2 separate regions of the Ovis aries genome follow, and region 2 is linked to region 1. A link is a contact called in public Hi-C data. All regions are on one chromosome and are shown on one strand. The core of a region is the stretch at or near the end of the contact, and the rest is flanking DNA. Distances in the headings are between cores, read along the strand shown.

Region 1 (7,911 bases), core at 2,675-5,174:
TTTTCATGTCGTCAGTGTTGACCCTGCCACCGCATCGGCTTCCTACTGTCTGTGGTCTGGGATAGGCCCAGCCCTGGAGGGAGCCCCAGGGGACATCACAGGAGTGTGCTGAGACAGCCCCCGTGACCCTGACTCGGGAACCTCGTTCATATGGCCTAGGGGTGTCGCCTCAAGCTCCGATTCCCGTGTAAAGCTGCCGCTGGGGTCATGCCTGTTGCAGTCTCAGGCCCTGCCCCTGTTCGCACGTCGCCCTGGCTGCAGGGCACACTGCTTATCCCAGAAGGTGTGAGACCAAGCGCTGTCCCTTTGACTCAAGCTTTTGTTTCACCGCCGTGAGTATCTCGGCCTGTCCAGACTCGTTTGTTTTCTACAGCCTTCTAGCTTCTTGTAGGTCCTCCTCGCTCAGAAGGGGTCATGCCTGCCCCTCAGGCCACCATCCACCCTTCTCTGCGGGGCTTTCCCGGGCGTCTCCAGGCTAGGGAGACTCGCCCAGCTGACGGCCCTGACTCCGCCGACACCCCTCCATCCTGGATTGCCAGGGTGGCCTGGCCTGCCCTTCAGGATCACGGCTGGTAAAAAAGAAGTTGCACTTGGCTTTCATTTCTTTAAAGCAAGATTTCCAGAATGGTCTTTAAAAGGTTAAGACAAGAGTCTGGGAATAGGTGATTTGTTTAAGTGAATTCTGGCCTCCGCAGCACCAGTCCTCATGGCGAGATGGCCTGCATTTTTCATGCCCATCAGGGAAGCCCTGGGGTTCCTTGCACCAGTTCCAAGCCCATCACAGCCAGGTGCAGGGGGACAGATGTGAGGCTGCTGAGGGGGTTCTCAGAGAGGAAGGAGAGGCGTCAGGGCCCCCCACGCGGGCTCATGACAGCCTTGGGCCCCTTCACCAGCCCCACTGAGAGGAGCAGTGATACCTGCAGTCTGGCCGAAGCAGAGGCATCCGCTCTGGAACTGTGGTCCCCAGAGGGCTCCCGGCCCAGCCACTTCCCATTTGCAAATGGGGAAACTTAGTTTCCCCAGAGAGACCTGTGAATTGTCCCACAGCACCCCAGGACTGAAAAATATAGGGCTCCATGGGGTTTCCCTGGTCATCCAATCGTTGAGACTCCATATTTCCAACGCAGGGGGCGCAGGTTCGATCCCTGGTCAGGGAACTAAAAATCCCACAAGCAGTGTGGTGCAGACGAAAAGAAAAGAAAAGACAGGGACCCATGAGAAAACTAGCGGTGTTACAGGGGTGCAGGAAACAGGTCTCCAGCACTAAAAAACTTCCAGACCTGAAACCTGAGAGGCGGGAAATCACCCGCCTGAGAGGTGGGACCCCAGCTTGGGGACTTCCGTGGGGAGAGTCTGCCCAAGCCACTGGGCTGCTCAGGGCCTTGGTCTCCACTGTGAAAAGGGCCCTGGCCGGGTGCTGGGAATCTAAGCCTGAGCTGGGTGCCTGGTCCCTGCCAGCCCTCGACCTGGGGAAGGGCCCCCAAGGAGGGCGGCCAGGACCTAACTACCTCTCCGCCCCCATCTGGCCTCCCTGGGGCCAGGGACTGGCACCCTCCCCAGGCCACTCGTTGGGGTCTGCGGGTCAGCCTAGGCCTGGGGCCAAGCCACAGGACAGAGCTTGGGGGCGGGGCAGGGGCGCGACTGAGAATTCCAAGGGTCTGAGCTGCTTCCTGGGAATCAAGCCGCCAAGCCATGGTCTAGGGACAAGGGTCAGGGTTCAGCACTTGCAGGTCGCCAGCCAGGAGTGGGGGGCACTCCCAGAGCCCGCGGGACAGCGTGCCCTCTATGAAGGTGCAGCGGGCCCTTGGTGAGCCGCTGGAGAACACAGCCCTGTAGGTCCAGACGTCCCGACTTTTCAGAACAGCCAGATACCTGGTTTAGGGTGGAATCTCTACTTCCCACTGTTGAAAATGAATCAGAGGTCTTTAAGCCCATCACCTGTGGACCAAGGGTGGCTGACACCTGGGGACGCTGCCGCAGCGTGGGCCCTGAGGCCAGAGCTCCAGCCTCGGACAGGCTGGACCGTGAACCCAAGGAAGCACGGGGGACGGCCGGGCTTCTGGACTGAAGTGACAGCGGCAGGGGCCACAGGGACAGCCGTCAGGTGCCAGCCCGGAGGGCGTGTGGGGGCGAGCCCTGCGCTCTCATCATGAGTCAAAGCAGAGAGAGCGTCAGGCACCTCGTACCGCATGCGCCCACTCGCCCATTCTCTCGGGCATCCTCAGAGCGGACAGGCGCTGAGCGGCCAACTCCTGTCCAGCCCCGCGGCCGGCTCAGGCCCAGCCCTTCCTGCCCGAGCCAGCGCTCCCCCAGGACAGCGCACGGCACCTCGTGCGGCCGGGTCAGAGCCACAGGGTGACGACACAACTGCACATCTGGTGTGTGTGCGTGTCATGTGTGTGCGCATTGTGTGTGTCTGTGCTGTGTGTGTGTGCGTGTATTGTGTGTGGGTGTATGTGTGTACTGTGTGTATAGGTGTGTGTGTGTATGTATGTGTATGGGTGTATGTGTGTGTGGGGGTGTCTGTGTGTGTATTCTGTGTATGGGTGTGTGTGTATATGTATGTGTGTGTATGTATGGGTGTGTGTGTGTGGGTGTATCTGTGTGTGTGTGTATGAATGTGTGTGTATATTGTATGTGGGGATGTATGTATGTATATGGGTGTGTGTGTGTCTGTGTGCGGGTGTGTGTATATATTTGGATGTATTGTGTGTATGGAGGTGTTGTGTATGGGGTGTGTGTGTATGGGTGTGTGTGTATGGGTGTGTGTGTGTATGGGTGTGTGTGTGTGTGGGTGTGTGTGTGTATGGGTGTGTGTGTATGGGGGTGTGTGTGTATGGGGGTGTGTGTGTATGGGTGTGTGTGTATGTGTATGGGTGCATGGTGTGTATGGGTGTGTGTGTGTCTGTGTGCATGTGTGGGTGTGTGTATGTGGATGTATTGTGAGTATGGATGTATGTGTGTGTGTGTTGTGTGTATGCGTGTATATGGGTATGGGAGTGTGTATATGTGTGTATGTGTGTGCGTTTATATCTGTGGGCAGGGCTTAATTTTGGGCCCTCAGAACTTACTAATGCATTTAATTCTCACAAACGTTGATGAGGGGGGCCGTGTACCTAGCATCTTCCGTTTCAAAGACAGGAACAGGAGGCACAGAGAGGTTAAGAGTCTTGCCTCAAGTCACACAGTCAGTCCTGGAAGGCCGCCGCCCTGCTGTGGTTCAGGGATCTGAGAAGGGCCAGGGGACACGTCTGCCACAGGCCCCCAGTGACTCTGCCCGCCTATTTGGATGTCTGAAGACATATCATTTGGGACAGGGGTGCCCCTTGCTGATGACAGGGCCAGCTGGGATTCATTAACAATCCAGATTTCTAGGCCCTGCCCTGGCAGGTGCTGACCTGGTGGGTCTGGCGTCAAGGATCTGTAAATTCAAGGCCACCTGGTGCCTGGTTAGAAGCTCGCCTGGGAATTGCTCCCTCTGGACGCCTCGGGACCTGCTGCTGGTGTGGCCAGGCCAGGCACAGGGGGCCGCTCGGTGGACCTTTGCTGAGCTCCTAGCTACAGAAAACCCGGCCCCAGCAAGAGCTGTGAGCAGCCCAGCACCCAAAGGCCCAACCTCCTACCCCTCTGAGGCACGGACACCCAAGAGGTGGCACGTGTCATCTGGTGTCCCCAGGTCCCCTGGCACCCAGGTGGTCAGGAAGCCAGGTTCCTGCTGTTCGCGCCTGCAGGCAGCTCCTCCCCGCCCCGCTGGGGAATGCTAAGCGGGGAATTGCTGACTTCCACCACCACTGATAAGGAGGAGGAAGGTCATGGAGGAGACCCGGCCCCTTCCCGGCAGGGCGGGCCGGCTACAGGCGCAGCCAATGACCCGGGCTGACAGCCCTGGCCACCTGATCGGAGCCTGGAGGGCCAACTTGCTGCAAATGTGTGCCTTCCTGCCGGGACAGGCATCACGCGGCCGGGACCATCGCGAGGGGCCAGAACAGGAGCAGAGGCAGGTGCGGAACCCCAGGAGCCTCCCTCCTTTCCTTCCCCAGCGGGGTAAGTTCCAGACCGCCTACAAAGCAGTCCCCAGCCCCGTGCGTGCGTGCGGAGGGTCACCTGTCAGGACAGGGGAAGCCACGGGAGGGTGTGCATGGGCGTGCGCCCCGAAACCGTCCTGGCTGGGGAGAGGCGGGGCAGTGCTCAAGCGGCTCCGCGTCCGGGGAGGGGCCGCGAGCCGTGAAGCCGGACCTCGTCGAGGCAGCAGCAGTGAAGCGGGAGCTGCACGCCTCTCCCCGGTGGGGGTGGGGTGGGCCTCTTTATGGCCCCGGAGGCTGCAGCCCCAGAGATTCCCATCTTGGCTGAGCCCCTGGCCTGCGAGTAAGGGACCCGCCTCCGAGCCTCAATTTGCCATCTGTGACATGGCAGCACGCGTGTTGGGGCCAGCAGGCGGTCAGTGGCTGAGTCCAGTGCCAATGGCCCTGGAGAGGAGCGGGAGCCCCAGGGCTGGAGGGCTGGGGTGGGGGCCAGGTCCCTCACCCCTAAGGCTGTCCGCCCTCCCTGGTGATCAGCCCTTGGTGGGGGCGTCTCTGCTCCCTCTCCATCCCCCAGACCCCACCCCAGTCCCCCAGGGGCCAATGTCCCTGCAGCCCTGGGGACAGCCCCTCTGTCCAAGAGGGCCTTTTGGACAAGGAAGGGTCAGAGGGGGCGAGGGGGGAGCAGCTCTATCCCCGGGTCCTGGGGTGCACTGCCAACTTCATACAGATGGACCAGTGGTGAGGGGACAGCTCTGTGGCCCAGGCAAGGCCGTGCACCTCCGACCCTTACACCCTGTGAGCCTGATGACCCTTCCTCCTTCCCCCAGGGGGCTGTGGGTGCGGCCCCGGGCAGAGTCTCAGGTGACCCGTGGAAGGGCTGGGCCCAGCGCCGGTTTTCCAGGGTGGGGGGTGGGAGGTCGGGGGGTGGAATAACTCATAGTGGCTGGAAGTGGGGTCTCCTCCGAAGGCCTACCTTGGTCTTCCTGGTGCCCCGGGGATGGCAAGGAGAGCCAGGCTCGGCCCCTCCCACCTTCCTCGTGCAGCTGGGGGAGGCATGGCGCAGAGGCAAGCCAAGGCGGGCCCAGGGCCACACAGCAAGTTGGCCTGGGACGTGCCCTCCAGGGTCTTTGGCCTTTAATTGTTCTCTCTGTACATTTCCAGGTGGTTCCACCTTCCTGGGCCTTTAAAAAAGAAAAAAAAAAGATGATTTTTTTTTAAGAACAGTTTTAGACTTTCAAAACAATCGCAAACAGAGCGCCCAGAGTTCTTGCAGCCCCACGCAGTCTCTGGCGCATTTGCAATGGCTCATGAACCAGAGTTTGTTCATTATTACTGAGGAAAGCCCAGGCTTCATTCAGCTTCCCTGCGTTTCCACCTAATGTCCCTTTTCTGTTCTAGGACCCCATCCAGGACACCATGTGACATTTAGTCATCACACCTCCCAGGGCTCCTGGGCTGGGATGATTGCCCAGACTTTCCTTGTTTGTTTGTTGTTTAAATTTTATTTTATTGAAGTACAGTTAATATACAGTGTTGCGTTAATTTCAGCTGTACAGCAAAACACATCAGTTTTATGCATATATATATATATACACACACGCACATTCTTTTTCATATTCTTTTCCATATGGCTTGTCATAGAATGTTGAAGAGAGTTCCCTGTGCTAGACAGTAGGACCTAGCTGTTCGTCCAGGCTGTATATAATAGTTAGCATCTGCCAGCCCCCAAGCTCCCACTATACCCTTCCCCCATCCCCCTCTCCCCCTGGCAACCTCAAGATTACTGTCTGTGTCTATGAAGCTTTTTCCATTTCATGGATAAGTTTCTGTCGATATTTAGATCTCACATGTAAGTGTCTTTCCGACTTCACTTAGTGTGAGACTCTCTAGGGTCATCCGTGTCGCTGCGAATGGTATCATCTCATTCTCTTTAATGGTTGAGTCATACCCCATTGTATATATGTACCATATCTGTCTATAGGCAATTTAGGTTGGTTCCACACCTTGGCGCTTGTGAATAGTTGAAACTACTATGAACATAGGACTGTATGTGTCTTTTCTTAAAAATTTATTTTCGGCAGAGCTGGGTTTCTTCGCCACATGGTCTCTCTAGCTGTAATAAGTGGGAGCCGCTCTCTAACTGTGGTACATGAGCTTCTCATTGAGGTGGGCTCTCTTGTTGCGGAGCAGGGGGTCTGAGGGGTTCAGGCTCAGTAGCTGTGGCACACGGGCTTGATAGCTCTGCAACACGTGGAACCTTCCAGATCAGGGATTCAACCCATGTCGCATGCATTGGCAGGCAGATTCTTAACCACCGCACCAACAAGGAAGTGCATATCTCTTTGAATTAGAACTTTTTCTGGATATATACCCAAGTGTGGGGTTGCTGGGTCATTCGGTAGTTCTACGGCTTCCCAGGTAGCGCCAGTGGCTAAAGAACCTGCCTGACGCGAGTCTGATCCCTGGGTCAGGAATATCCCCTGGAGAAGGAAACGGCAACCCACTCTAGCATTCTTGCCTAGAGAATCCCAAGGACAGAGGGGCCTGGCGAGCGTGGGTCCACACGGTGGCAAAGACTTAGACACCACTAAAGTGACTTAGCACAGCATAGCGCAAGGTAGTTCTGTTTTTACTTTATAAAGAAAATTCCATACTGTTTTCCGTCATGGCTGCACCAGGATACACTCCCACCAACAGTTTAGGAGGGTTCCCTTTTCTCCACGTCTAATCTAGAAAGTTTTTAGTAGACTTTTCCATGATGGCCATTCTGACTCTGATACTTTGGCCACCTGATGCAAAGAGCTGACTCACTGGAAAAGACCCTGATGCTGGGAAAGATTGAAGGCAGGAGGAGAAGGGGATGACAGAGGATGAGATGGCTGGATGGGATGGCTGGATCTCTGACTCAATGGACATGAATTTGAGTAAACTCCAGGAGTTGGCGATGGACAGGGAGGCCTGGCATACTGCATTCCCTGGGGTCGCAAAGAGTAGGACATGACTGAGCGACTGAACTGAACTGATTCTGACTGGTGTGAGGTGATACCTCATTGCAGTTTTGATGTGCGTTTGTCTAATAATTTATGATGCTGAGCATCTTTTCATGTGCCTGTTGGGCACCTGTATAGACTTTCCTTATTTTAATTTTTTTGAGGAGTTTTGGTTTGGTGCTTTGTAAGATCAGTTCAGATCAGTTCAGTTCAGTCCATTTGCTCAGTCGTGTCCGACTCTGCAACCCCATGAATCGCAGCACACCAGGCCTCCCTGTCCATCACCAACTCCCGGAGTTCACTCAGACTTGCATCCATCGAGTCAGTGATGCCATCCAGCCATCTCATCCTCTGTCGTCCCCTTCTCCTCCTGCCCCCAATCCCTCCCAGCATCAGAGTCTTTTCCAATGAGTCAACTCTTTGCATGAGGTGGCCAAAGTACTGGAGTTTCAGCTTTAGCATCATTCCTTCCAAAGAAATCCCAGGGCCGATCTCCTTCAGAATGGACTAGTTGGATCTCCTTGCAGTCCAAGGGACTCTCAAGAGTCTTCTCCAACACCACAGTTCAAAAGCATCAATTCTTCAGTGCTCAGCTTTCTTTATGGTCCAATTCTTACATCCATACATGACTACTGGAAAAACCATAGCTTTGACTAGATGGACCTTTGTTGGCAAAGTAATGTCTCTGCTTTTTAATATGCTGTCTAGGTTGGTCATAGCTTTTATTCCAAGGAGCAAGTGTCTTTTAATTTCATGGTGCTTTATAAAATGCCCCCACTTAAGATTTGTCTGATTAGACAGAAATTATGGCTTGCATAACTCGATGAGGCTATGAGCCACACTGTGTAGGGCCACCCAAGACAGATGATCATGGTGGAGAGTTCTGACAAAACATCCAG
Region 2 (7,911 bases), core at 2,095-4,594, 59 kb after region 1:
TGGTGGTGGTTTAGCTGCTCAGTCATGTCTGATTCTTGCGACCGACCCCATGAACTGTAGTCCGCCAGGCTCCTCTGTCCATGGGATTCTCCAGGCAAGAATACTGGAGTGGGTTGCCATTTCCTTTTCCAGGGGATCCTTCCAACCCAGGAATCAAAGCCGGGTCTCTGCGTTGCCGGTAGATTGTTTACCGACTGAGCTACAAGGGAAGCCCAGTGATTTAGGAGCGCGCTCTCCATTTCTACAGATACGCGAATGTTCCAAACTCCTTAGTGCTGCTGATCTCTGATTCTGTTCATTGCTCCTGGAAGCTATGCCTCCTGTGGTTTTGGCCCTTTATGTTTATGGAGGACGGTTCTGAGAGGCAGCCTCCAGTCTGTCCTGGAGAACGTCCATGGGCGCGTGGAGGACGCCGCGTTCTGCTGCTGCTGGGCGTGTGCTCTGCGCTCTGTTAGGCCTGGTTGGTTCGCGGTGTCATTCACGTCTTCTCGTGGCTTGTTCACGGCCGGGTCATTCTCAGTGGTGCAAGTTCCCAGTTGTTTCCATCCCTCTGGCTTTAGAACAGGCGAGTAAGGCTGTGGGCTCGGAGCCCGGCTTCACGAAGGAGCGTCGGCTGTGGGATGCGGGAGCCGGACTTGAATCCCATCTCCACTGCGTGCCCTTTGCTCCAGCGTTGGACTCAGCTGGCCGGTCTGCCTCGTGGGGATGCTGGTGGTCCACTTGGTGGGAGCTTAGCCCCCATTCAGGCTCCCCTGGCATCTCAGTCGGTAAAGGACCTGCCTGCCAGTGCAGGGGGCCTGGATTTGAGCCCTGGGGCAGGAAGACCCCCTGGAGGAGGAAGTGGCACCCACTCCAGTGTTCTTGCCGGCGAATCCCATGGACGGAGGAGCCTGGTGACCTACAGTCCACGGGGCTGCAGAGTCGGACACGACTGAGCAGCTGAGCATGCTTGCACGCAGCCCTTCTGTCTGGGAGGAGCTTTGTGAAGCAGAAACATGTCCCAGTCCATCAGGGGAGCCCAGTTGGGACCGCCCAGCCTGGGAGTTCTCCAGTGACCAGCACTGTCCCTCAAGCGTCTGTGACGTGCTCTGCCTGGCCCCTTCCCGGCTGCTGGCCGGCTGTGTGACCTCGAGCCAGACACCCAGCCTGTCCCCACGTGGAGCGACCCCAGCTCACAGAGGCGGGCGCGCCACAGGGGCCGCGGGCCCTGGAAGGCCGCTGCAGTGCCTGACAGGGCCTCTCCCTTCCGTCTCCCGCCAGGCCAGCTGCTCGCCGTCCAGCGGCTCTGTCACTTCTACAGCGCGGTTGTGCCCAACGAGGCCCGGTGTGTCGTCTACCACGAGTTCCAGCTCTCGCTGGCCCGCAGGGCGAATGACAAGGTGCTGGAGGGGCAGCTCCTGGAGGCCATAAGCCAGCTCTACCTGTCCCTGGGCACCGAGCGGTGAGGGCCAGCCCCGGGGCAGGGAGGGTGCGGACGCCATCCCAGCACATCCCCCTGTCCTTAGTGGCAGTCGGGCACTGAGCCAGCAAGCTCTGTCTTGTCCCCAATGGCAGGGGTGAAGCATGTGTTTCTGAGTCATCCTCCCTTCCGTGGTAGCTTCTAGAAGCTGGCCCCAGCCTGCCCTGAGTGTTTTCTCGCTGGCCACGTAGTCTGGTCCTTGTTTGTCCCTTCACATGTGAGGACAGCGACCGTGTGTGCCTGGAGGGTCCTAGTCCACAGGAGACAGTGACTGTCCCGCTTGCTTCCCCAGAGCAGGGTTTCGGGGTCACCTGTGAAGTCCACCCAGAGCGTCCTGCCCGGGAGTGGGGAACAGATAGCTGGACCACACAGCTCGCAGGCTGGCAGAGTCTCATAACACCCCATCCAGTGTGGGGGCTCCTTGAGAGCAGAGAAGGGGCTGGATTCCCTGGGACTCAGGAGGGATGCCTCTCACCTTGGGGGCCTCAGTTTCACAGCAGGACCAATGGGCCCACAGCCTTGATCAAGGCTCCTCAGAGTGGGGTCCCAGGGTCAGCAGGTCCACCTCCCCTGGGCGCTGGTGGGAGGTGTGCATTCCTAGGCTTCCCAGGGGGCTCAGTGCTAAAGAACCTACTTGCCAATGCAGGAGATGCGAGAGACTCAGGTTTGATCCCTGGGTCGGGAAGGTCCCCTGAGAAGGGCATGGCAGCCCACTCCAGTATTCTTGCCTGGAGAATCCCGTGGAGAGGGGAGCCTGGTGGGCTACAGTCCGTGGGGTCACAGAGAGTCACTCTTGCCTGGGGAATCCCGTGGACAGGGGAGCCTGGCCGGCTACAGTCCATGGGGGCTGCAAAGAGCCGGACGCAACTGAGCACACACGCGTGGCAGGCCTCAGCCCGGACCTCCTGAGCCAGCAGCTCCAGGAGCCAGGCCCTGCCATCTGTGTCTGACCAGCACCCTGGGTGGTTCTGACGCTCCGTCCGTGTCAGAACCCTTGGCCTGGATGGGCTCTACGTTTCTGCCCAGGGGCCACGACCCCTGCTGTGTCTGGAGGTGACGTGGGCCTGTGTGTGTGCAGGGGGGGCAGAGATGAACCGCTCACTCCTTAAGGCCCCAGGACTGTCTGCTTCCCTCCCTAAGGCCTCCTCACCTTTGCTGGATGAGGGCCGTGTATTGCCCTGGTCTCCCATCAGCCTGGATGCGCAGGCCCTGGGCCTGGCCCCCCGACGCCCCAGGTCCAAGGTGGCCAGACGGGCCCCCAGAGAGAACCTGGTCCCCTCCACGCAGCGGGGCGGCCCGGGAGGCTGGCTCTGAGCACCCACCTCTATCTAACCCCAGGGCCTACAGGTCCGCCCTGGAGTACACCAAGCGCAGCCTGGGGGTTTTCATCGACCTGCTGAAGAAGGACAAGGAGGCACACGCCTGGCTGCAGGCGGGGAAGATCTACTACGCGCTGCGGCAGAGCGAGCTGGTGGACCTGTACATCCAGGCTGCGCAGAACGCCGCCCTGTACACGGGGGACCCCGGCCTGGGGCTGCAGCTCTTCGAGGAGGCCGGAGACATCTTCTTCAACGGGGCCTGGGATCGCGAGAAAGCAGTGTCCTTCTACCGGGTGAGCACCGCCCCGTCCCGTGGGTCCAGGCGAGTGGGCTTCAGGGGCAACCCTCCTGGGGGGCAGGACCTCCCCACCTCGCGCACAGGCTCAGCTTCCGGGTGGTTTGGTCAGAGACCATCCCAACCCCCAGCCCCAGCCTGGGCAGAACAGAGCAAGAAACGCCCGTCGGAGGACACGCCTCCCAGAGATCCACACAACCCTGGGAGGCAGGGCCTGCCCGCATTCCACAGAGGAGGAAACCAGCTCAGAGAGGCTCAGGGGCAGGTCCAAGGGCACACAGCACATCAGATGGAGGGCCGCCGGGACCACGGCTCTGCATGTGCCTCCCGGGGAGGGCGGCGTCTCCGCCTCTGTCTGACCAGCTTGCATGAGGCTGGGCCCCAGGGTACAGATAAAAGTAGCCTCTTTGGTACACAGGGGGTGTTGGACCCTCTGGTCAGGCTCCCTGCACCGAGGAGGAGCAAGGCTGGTCTAAGGGCGTGCGGTGTAGCTTGACGGGCCAGGCTCACACCCCTTGCTCACGCCCCAGGGGCCCGGGGATGGCATGCTGCTGAGAACTGATGGTGTGGTGTGGAGGGAGGGTTTCCCAGGTGGCGTTAGCGGTACCGCACCCGCCTCCTAGTGCCAGGCAGGAGATGCAGGAGACGCGGGTTCAGTCCCTGGGCCAGGAAGATCCCCTGGAGGAGGGCGTGGCAACCCCCTCCAGTATTCCTGCCGGAGAATCCCATGGACAGAGGACCCTGGCAGGCTGCAGTACAGGGAGTCACAAGAGTCAGACACGCCTGAAGCGACCTGGCACGAGAAGCTCCAGGGGGCTCACGGGGGCAGACCCAGGGGCCCTCAGGAGGGCATGGGCCTGACTGCCTGTTGCGGGATGAGGAGGCCTGACCTGCCCTCTGTCCCCTCAGGACCGGGCGCTGCCCCTTGCGGTGTCCACGGGGAGCCGGGAGGCCGAGCTGCGGCTCTGCAACAAGCTGTCAGCGCTGCTGGCTGAGATGGAGACGCCCCAGGAGGGCCTGGAGTTCGCCCACACGGCCCTGGCGCTCAGCCTCACCCTGGGTGAGCCCCGCACCCCACCCCAAGGGCCCCCCACCCCTGAGGTCTAGGCAGGGCCTCAGTCCCCCAGGCCCGCAGGCTCCTCTCTCTTGCCCCGGGCCAGGCTGCTGAGACGGGCGGCAGAGAACCTGTCCCGTCCCGCCTGAACATCATCAGCTCTTTGCCCTCCACCCTGCGCCCCCCTTGCTGGCCAGGGAGCCGGCCGGGGCACCCTGCACTGCGGACATTCTGGGACACGCCAGGCAGGGCCGCCTGGTGCCTTTCTGCCTGCTATGCCCTCCGGTCCTCCCCTCCCCACTGGCCCATGGGCCCCGCTGCTCTCTGCCGGCGAAACCCCGTCCTCCTCTCCGGGGCCTGTCCCTCCATGCCCGGCTCTTCTAGGCCGTCTGTTTTCCCTGAGGCGAGGAGACTGACCGGGCCGAGCACACAGTAGGTGTGCCCCTGGGGGGCCTTCAGGCCCTGCCGAGCTCACCCTGGAAGGGGGAGGATTTTGCAGGCAGCCTCATCTGGTGACTCCCTGCCGAGGACGGGGTGGAGGGCAGCTGAGGATACAGCAGGGAGGCCAAAGGTCATGTCTGCAGAGGCACAAACTGCCGGGCTTCTGGGTTCTCCCAGTCAGAACAGTAAGCGAAGCTCCCTGTGCAGGGGCCTCTGTGCAGGCCTGGGCTGGCGGGTGTCCTGCTCCACGACTTTGCCTCAGCCCAGAGGTGCCAGGAGAGCAGGCATCACTAGGTGCCCCTTAAAGACGGGAAGAGGAGGGCATGGCAGCCCACTCCAGTCTCCTTGCCTGGAGGGTCCCATGGACAGAGGAGCCTGGTGGGTCCCTGGTGCTGCAAAGTCGGACCTGACTGAGGCAGCTTAGCACGGGACGTCGGTCTGGGCTGGGAGGGGACGGGCTGGGGCTGTGAGATGGCATCCACCCCCTCGGCATCCCCAGGGGACCGGCTGAACCAGCGGGTGGCCTGTCACCGGCTGGCCGCCCTGCACCACCGGCTGGGCCACAGCGAGCTGGCGGAGCACTTCTACCTCAAGGCGCTGTCACTCTGCACCTCACCGCTGGAGTTCGACGAGGAGCCCCTGTACTACGTGAAGGTGTACCTGACGCTTGGCGACATCATCTTCTACGACCTCAAGGTTGAGAGGGGTGCAGGCAGGGCCGGGTGCGGGGCGTGGGGGCCGTCACCCGGCGCTGGGCGTGAGGGAGGCATTGCGGTCCTCTTCCTCAAGTCCCGGGGCTCTCCCCGGAGCTCTGGGCCCCCCTGTGAGCTGCAGGCGAGGCCAGTAGACACCGTCCTTGCTTCCAGGCAGGTCAGGCCTTGCCCTCAAGAGCTCAGGGTCAGCCGGGGAAGCTGCCACTGGGTAAAGGGCGAAATGAGTGTAGTTGGGTGGCAGGGGTGGGGGAGCTTCTGGATGGGGTGACTGCAAAGCTGTGTCTTGACTGCCCAGCAGAAGTGAACCACAAAAAATGTAGGAGGTGGATAAAGACATTTCTGGGGTGGGGGAAAGTGAGAGAGCGAGAAAGTGAAAGTCACTCAGTGGTGTCCGACTCTGTGACCCCGTGGACTATACAGTCCATGGAATTCTCCAGGCCAGAATACTGGAGTGGGTAGCCTTTCCCTTCTCCAGGGGATCCTCCCAACCCAGGGATCAAACCCAGGTCTCCTGCCTTGCAGGCGGCTTCTTTACCAGCTGAGCCACCAGGGGGAAGTGTTACCATTATTCCCAGAGACCCGTGTTGCAAGGCGGGCCTCCCAGGCGGTGCCAGCGGTAAAGAACCCGCCTGCCAGTGCAGGAGACAATAGAGATGAGGGTCGATCCCTGGGTTGGGCAGATCCCCTGGAGGAGGGCATGGCAACCCACTCTGGCATTCTTGCCTGGAGGGTCCTCACGGACAGAGCCGCCCGGCGGGCTTACAGCCCATGGGGTTGCCACTAACACTTTCATTTTCAGGTTGCAAGGTACAGCCCACACCCTGACACCTCCTCCAGGAAGCCTGCCAGTCTGTGCAGAGCTCTTCCTTTCTTCCTTCCCGGAATCCTCATATCACCTGGATTGGGGGAGAGGGCGTGTCCTCTTTATCATCTCGCTGCACAGAGAGGGAAACTGGGGCTTGGGTGGGGCGTGACTTGCCCCAGGTTTTACGGCAGGGACACCCAGCACCCTGGCTGAGCCCCTCCCTGTCGGGGCTGGAGTGGTGGGAGCTGGGGCCACTTTTCCGTTCGTCTGTGAACCCTGCAGTGGATGAGACAAGGGCCTGGGGGGGGGGGGTCTCTTCTATTGCCCCTTCCCCCCTCCCCCCTCCCCATACAGGCAGACATCACCCCTACTCTGGGTCTAGCCCTGCCCCTGAACGGCGTCCCTGATCTGTGTTGGTTGAGAAGTGAGGGTGCGCCAGTCCGGGGCTGGGTTCTCCACTTCCCCCTCCCCAACCAGCAGCAGTTAGGAGCTGGAGTGGCCCTGGAAGACCCTCTACTGCCCCGGGTAACCCCCAGCGCCTTGACTAGGCAGGCCTGACTGGCGACACCTGCTGGCCATAAGTCATCCCTGCAGCCACTGCTGTGTCTGGTGCTGGGGATTCCGTGGGCAGCGGTGACCTCTGCAGCTGAGCCCCTCCCGCCGAGGTCCAGGCCCCGAGCTGCTCAGGATTTGTGCGGTTCGCTCTTCAAGTGCTTTGCTGCAGCACGAGCTGGTGCCCCCACAGGGCAGGGAGGGGACCAGGCTAGGCGTGGGCAGCTGATTATGGCAGAATGAGGGGCAGTGGGCTGGGGCTTCAGGGACTGGGACCCTGCAGCCCTGTGCAGAAAGGGGGGCCTGGGGGCTCTGCCCTGGCGGTGGGGGCTGCTGTGGCGTCTTCACCAACCGACTCTCTTTAGCCCGCGTGTGTTGTGTCATAGCAGAAGGAGCAAGCCCTGCCTAGGAAAGACGTGGGTGTGAATCCTGGACCTGCCACCCACCAGCTTCTACACACACATGTGCACAGGAATGCACACCCCCCTCCGCCACCCACTCTGGCCAGTTCCTTCCATGTAGTTGGGATGCCGCCTCCTCCAGGAAGCCCTCCCCTCCTGCCCCAGGCTGAGTGAGCTGCTTCCCAGGCTCCCACAAGCTGCCAAGCTTCCCTGTGCTTCAGGGCCAGTCACACCTCTTGTTTCCCAGAGTCAGCTGTGTTTGGCTCCCTGCCCTCTCCCCCCGGCACACACACACACACACACACACACACACACACAGGGTCCCCCCGCCTGGCCAGGGGACAGTGAGTGCTACACACGCCTGCTTCCGTTGTCTTCCGGGTCCTTGCTCTGTGCGGGGGCAGTGGCCAGGGCTGGTGACTGTGTCCTCTGTCCCGGGGAGCCCCTGTGAGCAGGAGGGGACGGGCAGGTTTGGGTTTAGTGCCTGCCCTTGGGTAACCTCCGGGGGGGACGTGGAGACTGGGGTGGGAGGCAAAAGTCAGCAGGGGTGAGGGGACGTGGGACGTCCCAGCCTGGGGATGGTGCATCCAGGGCAAAGATGTGTCTGAACTGGGAGCCCGTGTCCTGGAGGAGGTGGGGGTCATGCCCCCTCAGGGTGGCGGGATATTCTGAGAGGTGACGCCTGGAGCTGCTTTGCACCGGGGCTGGTGCAAAAGGCCGGGCATGCTGGCATCAGCATGGATGTGGGTTGCAAGGGTCAAGCCAGGCCACCCTGGGCCACATGGCCCTGCAGGGACCTCTCAGACCCCAGCCCCCCAGACCTCAGCTCAGCCCAAGGGGGAGACACGGATTATCTTTCAGAGGCCCCGGGG

The links. A called contact is a pair of places that touch in the nucleus more often than the background predicts.
Region 2: a contact with region 1 is called in a Hi-C map of mixed tissues, with 7 times the contacts expected there. The contact joins the enhancer-like site here to the promoter of SH3TC1 in region 1. A contact is called at or near these places in 7 of 16 Hi-C or Micro-C datasets (blood, hypothalamus, liver and 4 more).

What each region holds. Positions count from the first base shown.
Region 1 is chr6:115,197,934-115,205,844 of ARS-UI_Ramb_v3.0, forward strand. It overlaps SH3TC1 (SH3 domain and tetratricopeptide repeats 1), which reads left to right and starts at 3,925. Exons shown (of 17, transcript XM_042251683.2): 1 at 3,925-4,044.
Region 2 is chr6:115,257,722-115,265,632 of ARS-UI_Ramb_v3.0, forward strand. SH3TC1 (SH3 domain and tetratricopeptide repeats 1) reads left to right here. Exons shown (of 17, transcript XM_042251683.2): 13 at 1,261-1,441; 14 at 2,798-3,071; 15 at 3,983-4,133; 16 at 5,068-5,264. Among named protein-coding and RNA genes, the nearest start is that of HTRA3, 39 kb to the right of the region's middle. Within about 2 kb of position 3,345, at least 3 of the 54 cell types and tissues checked have an H3K27ac peak or open chromatin away from gene starts, as enhancers often do.